Regions from separate parts of the Sus scrofa genome. Here region 1 is linked to region 2. The links are chromatin contacts, called in public Hi-C maps. All regions are on one chromosome and are shown on one strand. The core of a region is the stretch at or near the end of the contact, and the rest is flanking DNA. Distances in the headings are between cores, read along the strand shown.

Region 1 (3,128 bases), core at 439-2,938, 190 kb before region 2:
AGAGTACACCCTTGAAAGAGATTTGCATAGGTAGAGCTGGTATGCTATTAAACTAACTACCACCAGAGGACAGCACTCTTTATGCTATATGAAGGTATCCAACTCCACAAAGAGAACAGTGTTCTCAAAGTATTATACACTAACAATTTAAGAAGGAAATGGATATTAATCTTGTGGCTGATTTCTTCAAAGTCATTAACGAAACAGCTAATTTATAGTCTTTATGATTCAGAAATTAGGTCGCATCTCAAGTGCCCTGAGCAGTCTAAAACACTATTTCTTCCTCGTGGCCACTCTGACACATGACTTTTATTTTCCTCTCAGTACCTAATACTAATCTGAATTTATTTAATTTATTTACTTATTACCTACCTTCACTTAGAATGTAAGTTTCATAAGGTCTTACAGACACATCTCACAAATGGGCACAAAGTTTGTATTCATTTTACTGAAAAAATGAATGATTTGTTTCATAAACGCAACTCCTAGAGTGAGAGCCTAGTTAAGGAGTTCCCATCATGACTCAGCAGTAACAAACCTAACTAGTATCTACAAGGATGTAGGTTCAATCCCTGGCCTCGCTCAGTGGGTTAAGGATCTGGTATTGCCATGAGCTGTGCCATACGGTTGCAGATGTGGCACGGATCCCGTGTTGCTGAGGCTGTGGTGTAGGGCTGCAACTGTAGCTCCAACTCCACTCCTGATCCCTAGCCTGGGAACTTCCATATGCCACAAGTGCGGCCCTATTAAAAGAAAGAAAAAAAAAAGGACCTAGTTGAAATTCTAAATTCTAAAATTCTTAAGCCTGTTCTAAAGCTAAAGTTCTTAACCACTGGCCACATACTGAAACCCTATAAAATACAGAGTTTAGTGCCTGTTGAAGGTTTTCTGGAGAAAAATTGTTTGCACCAAATTATTAAAGAAGTCTAAGTGTCAAAAAGCATGGCTTTCTAGATACAACTGCCAGGTCACCTTCCTCCTTCTCTATTTCCAGTGAGGTCTCATCCTGAATGCAATGAGGTGACAGTGGAAATGCTTAGTGGACATCATGTCAGAAATTTCCAGGAGAGCAGACAAATGCATAAAAATAAACCATATAATTGTAAATTAGTACAGCTGAAAAGGGGGGAAAGTTACTGGAAACAATGACTGACAATAATAGAGTTTATAGCAGAGATTCCAGGAATCAGAACATACAGAAGTTTTCACAGATGATATGAGCAAGTCATTTTTATCAACAAATTCAATTATCTGGTTAGAAAGTAACTCACACCTTTGAAATTTTTAAGGATATTTTCTCTCCTTGCTGCTCAGTGACTACATTTTCTTATTCCTTAGTTCACACCTCAAGTGGGGTCTCCTCAGATCTAGACTACTGACAAGTACCTTAGGGAAAGATTAAGCTGACCAGACGTTAGAATCATGTTCTTGTCAACGATGCTTCTTCTTGGCTCTTTCTGGATTATTCCTCACGTGGTTCCAGTAAGCCAATATACTCTCACATCAGGATCATGCCTCTGACCTTACCACTGAATGGCTAGCCTAGAAGCTTTGAAGTCACATTTCTACTCTTAAATCCTTTGGGAATAAATGCTAAGTTCTGCTTCTGATTAACACTAAGGCTATGGCTGAAAACACTGTATAGGGAGAAAACAAGAAGTCATAATGGGTCAAAGTCCTAAACTCTGTAGACAACACATGGTTTTGCTATTGACTCACACCATCATTTCCCCACTACTGACTGCCTCTTCCTTCTTTTAAAATATGGCTTGTTTTCCTGGATTATGCCATATACGTTCTTCTCAAAAGTCTACCCAGAAACTGAAGCATGTTCTTCTGTCTGCATCTGAAGTTCTTAGCTCTCCTTACGTTGACTTAATGGTTCATCCTCCGGCTGAGGGACTGCGGTACCTGTCAGACCTTAGCCATTTATTCCAGAACCCAGCCTCTCCTCATCTGGTTGATGAGTATACAGAAAACACCTTTCATGGCAACTCATCTTTAATTCACTGTCAAAGGATTTATCCCCTTAAAACTTATACTTAAATGTAATTTCATTTCTCTAGAGCTATCAGTTATAAAAATGAGGAGCCGTTCGTTTAGTTAAGCAGGTAGAGTTTAGATCACAGAGCAGGACCATCCAGGTAACTATCTAACTAGGAACTTGCAGACCCATCCCCACTTTCAATTTCTTACTCTCCATCCACATGCAATTAGTTCCCCAAGGCTGAAGTGACTTTTAAAATTTCCCCACCCTCTCATGCTGGCATAATTCCTAACTTCTTGCCTCCATCATTGGTAAAAGCCTTTTTAACTGACCTCCACTTTAAGGCATGCAAACTTCCCTTATCATAAATATGGCCATGTGCTTTTCCTCTGAAATCTCAGCAATGGTTCTCCACTGACTAAGGCATTAAGTCCACACACCTCTTAAAATGTGCTTCCAACCTATTTCTACTCTCCTCTCAGTCTTACCCTCCACTAGGCTTCCTCTCCAGGCAGCCTGTACTATCAAAGGAAGGAAGGGAGATTTTCTGCAATCTGATGAATCCTAGGAGGTGACATAAGCCTCAAAACTACCATCAAATTAATTTTCTTAAGGTTCAATCTGATTATACCATTTCTTGGCTTAAATCCACAGCGCATTCTCATGTGCTAAGAAAGATAATGTCCAATTTTTTTTTTTTTTTTTTTTTTTTTTTTTACCTTGCTTGCTACTGAAGGCCCTTTGAAATCAGGCACTTAGCCTAGCACTTCCCATTAATGTATTCACATTCTCTATCTGCATGGGTCACTACTTAAACCTGCCCATTCTTTCCCTGCTCCACACTATTGCTCAACCTCTTCCCTCTGATCTCCATCTCCCTTGCCAAATCATACTCATCTTTGAGAATCAGCACAAACATATCCTTACCCGTGAAGACTCCCCTAATCTTCAGCTCAAAGTACAAACTCCAGTCTCCAGACTCCATAGTGTTCATCCTATAATACCTTGTTTTAGATCAGTGATTCTTAATCTTGGCTGCTCTTCAGAATCAGCTTTAAGGAATTTTAAAAATATTGGTAACCAGACCCCATCACCCACAAAGTGAAGCCTAAGTATCGGCATATTTTTAAAACTCTGCAGA
Region 2 (2,836 bases), core at 158-2,657:
AGATGCAATAGCTCACTTGTGGTTAAGTATCTGACGTTTTAAGATTGTTTAAAAAAAGTCTCTCTTTTTAGAGGTACATATTGAAAGAGAATAATCAATATATAAGGGATTTCCTTCAAATCATGGCTCCTCTGCACCAGATGAAGATGATTGGTTTTAAGCTGATAATTGTTGGAGCTGTGTTGTGGGTACCTACAGGTTCATTACATTATTCTATCTACTTTCGAGTCTGATATTTTCCTCAAAAGAATGTATCATTCAACAATGAACCCAAAGTAGATCATTATTTTGATTTTATATGGCATAATGTGTTATTTCACTCAGGGAGGCCTCTGAAGGGTCCTGAAAAGGATTTAGATTCTTCCACTTTTTTTTTTTTTCTTTTTAGGGCAGCACAGCATATAGAAGTTCTCAGGCTAGGGTCCAAGTGGAGCTGTAGTCGCCAGCCTATGCCACAGGTCACAGCAACGCTGGATGCTTACCCCGCTGAGCCAGGCCAGGGAAGGAACCCGCATTCTCGTGGATACTAGGTGGGGTAGTTTCCACTGAGTCACAAGGCGAGTGAACTCCTCTTTTTTTGGGTCTCCCAGCATGAAGTTCCCTGGCTTGGGACTGAACCCCCAGCCACAGCCTTGCGTCCTTAACGGCTGGGCCACCAGGGAATGCCCTGAAAGGGTCTTAGAAGTAATCTAGTATGGTCTCCAGCTCCCTGCACAAAGCAGAGGTGGAGGTGGGGAAGGAGAAATTGTACTCTCTTCCTCTTCCCTCCCACCTATCTCGTCCAAGATCCAATTTCAAACTAGGTGACCTCCAAAAGATTTTTAATCTTCTCTAAAATAATGCCTGAAGTTTTAGGGGGAGAAGGGTGGAAAAGGGAAAATGTCGGTTGTCAGCCTTGTTTAATTTCTGGTCTTGATTTTGCTAATTAGTTACTTTGTGGTCCGGGGTTAGAAAACCCTATACCTTTAATTTCACTGCCCACGTGACAATGTTTTTGTTTTAGGGTAATTTCTAAAGCACAGGAAATTCTCAGAGAGCTTACGTCACTGCCAACGTTACAGTAATTACCGTATTGACGCTACTTGTTTATAAGGCGTGGAAACTTGAGCTGCAGCGCGAGGACAATTTAGCAATTTCAGAGTTCAGATGTAAATTATTATTGCTCTGTAACTTAACTTCTAAGCAGTGTTGATACTTGGGACCTGAACAGACCTAATTGTTGTTTTTGTTTGTTTGTTTGTTTTTCCTTTAATGACTACTGATACAATTTCCAGGTTGTTTAGGGCATAAAGCAGAGAATACAGCGCATTCACGTTCCTCCCAGGGGAACTTCAGGAAGTGTTTACTGCAGTAGTGCGCCTGCGCAGTTGTTCTCCACCAAATCGCCCGCTTTCCCCCATCCGGCTAGCAGGGGGCGCTGTGAGGTAATGGCTAGTCTTCTCCCGAGACCTCTGGAACGTAGCGTAAAAGGCCAGGAAGGGAAGCCGGCTAAGGGGCGTTCTATCTTCGACTGCCCTGGTCTCTATCACCCTTTGTCCTCCAGCCTCCCCTGCGCGCAGGGCCTGCGGGCCTGGTTGCTAGGCGGAAGCGGGGCGCGGTGGCGGCCGCGGCGGCTGCCCGGGCGTTTGAAAAGCGGCTACGCGGGCGGCAAAAGGTGCTCAGGCGGCGGGCTCCCCTCTCCCTGCAGACTGGCCCAGCCGGCTGCTGAGTGGCTTTTGTCTTCTGTCGGGGCCCGGTTGCGGGTGGACTGTCAGCCTGGGGACGGGAAGCCGGGCGCGCTACAAGCGGGCCGCAGAGCTGGGTCCGGGCGTCTGGGGCCACGGGCGGGCGACGGAAGCCTCACCCAGAGCCCTGCCGTGGGTGGCGGGCTACCTGCAGCTCACCCGGGCCCCTCTTCCTCCCAGCAGACCCCGCCTGTGGGCCGCCGACCGCGACCATGGTCTCCAAGTCCGACCAACTGCTCATCGTCGTGTCCATCCTCGAAGGTGAGTGGCCCGGCACCTGCTTTTGCAACTGCTGCTTCCAGAATTTTAACAGAGTAGTGCGGGGCCGAGGCTTTGTTAACCTTAGGAACCCTGGCTTGTGCGGCCCCCAGAGACTTGTTCAGAGTTGTACGTAGTGAGGTCCGTTAGGCAATTGATTTAAAAATCCCTCAAGGGAATATGAGCGCTGTTAGAGATCGGTGATATATAGCGTGACTAGCCATAGACCCCAGAGGATCTTGGCAAAACGATTTGCATCAGAAGCAGCGTGTATGTGACTTTGATATTATGAGCTGAAAGTGTGCTTGGAAAGCACGATCTGTTCAGCGACTTCCCGGTAATACCATTGGTGAAAATTTTGCTTTCACTCTAGTACAAGTTTCTCTTTACAAGTCGATGGGGGCCTTAGAAGACAGTTGTCAGGAGGGTCTGTTACACTTGCATGCCTTAAAGTTTGATTTGTCGAAGGAGTGACATTTGTTTATTAGGCATCTCACTGACTGTGAGGCAGTGCGCTGAGCCTGTAAACCAGTCCTGGTTCTAAAAGCTAAAGGTGTAGCATGAAGAGCAACAAATCATTCAAATAATGCATCAGGGTGTGGGTATGGTCTCTTTTGCCTGGGCAAGCTGGGAAAGGTTTCCTAGAGGAGATGGAGTTTATTCGGGTCCTAAAAGATGATTAGGAATTCGTCAAGTGGAAAAAGGAAGGAAGGGCATTCCAGGCAAAAGGAAGAGCCGGTGGCATTTAAGGTGTAGTAAAGCAAGGCTTGCTTCTGTTTGCTTTAATTCAGTGAGGTTGAGAGCAGGATGCAGCAAAATGGAGAGAGTCGATAGGTAAATTGAGGGTGAGTTAT

What was found. Hi-C and Micro-C count contacts between places; a contact is called where the count stands out from the background.
Region 1: a contact with region 2 is called in a Hi-C map of alveolar macrophages, with 2.6 times the contacts expected there. The contact joins the enhancer-like site here to the promoter of CEP120 in region 2. A contact is called at or near these places in 5 of 47 Hi-C or Micro-C datasets (alveolar macrophages, embryonic fibroblasts and fetal heart ventricle) and 1 of 2 datasets of contacts at active chromatin or transcription factors (alveolar macrophages).

The regions. Positions count from the first base shown.
Region 1 is chr2:127,121,646-127,124,773 of Sscrofa11.1, reverse strand. All of the region lies in intron 13 of CSNK1G3 (casein kinase I), which reads right to left. Among named protein-coding and RNA genes, the nearest start is that of CSNK1G3, 110 kb to the right of the region's middle. Within about 2 kb of position 1,688, at least 2 of the 83 cell types and tissues checked have an H3K27ac peak or open chromatin away from gene starts, as enhancers often do. A contact at or near this core is called in alveolar macrophages, where this site is marked.
Region 2 is chr2:126,928,688-126,931,523 of Sscrofa11.1, reverse strand. It overlaps CEP120 (centrosomal protein of 120 kDa), which reads left to right and starts at 1,407. Exons shown (of 21, transcript XR_002341873.1): 1 at 1,407-1,654; 2 at 1,908-1,985.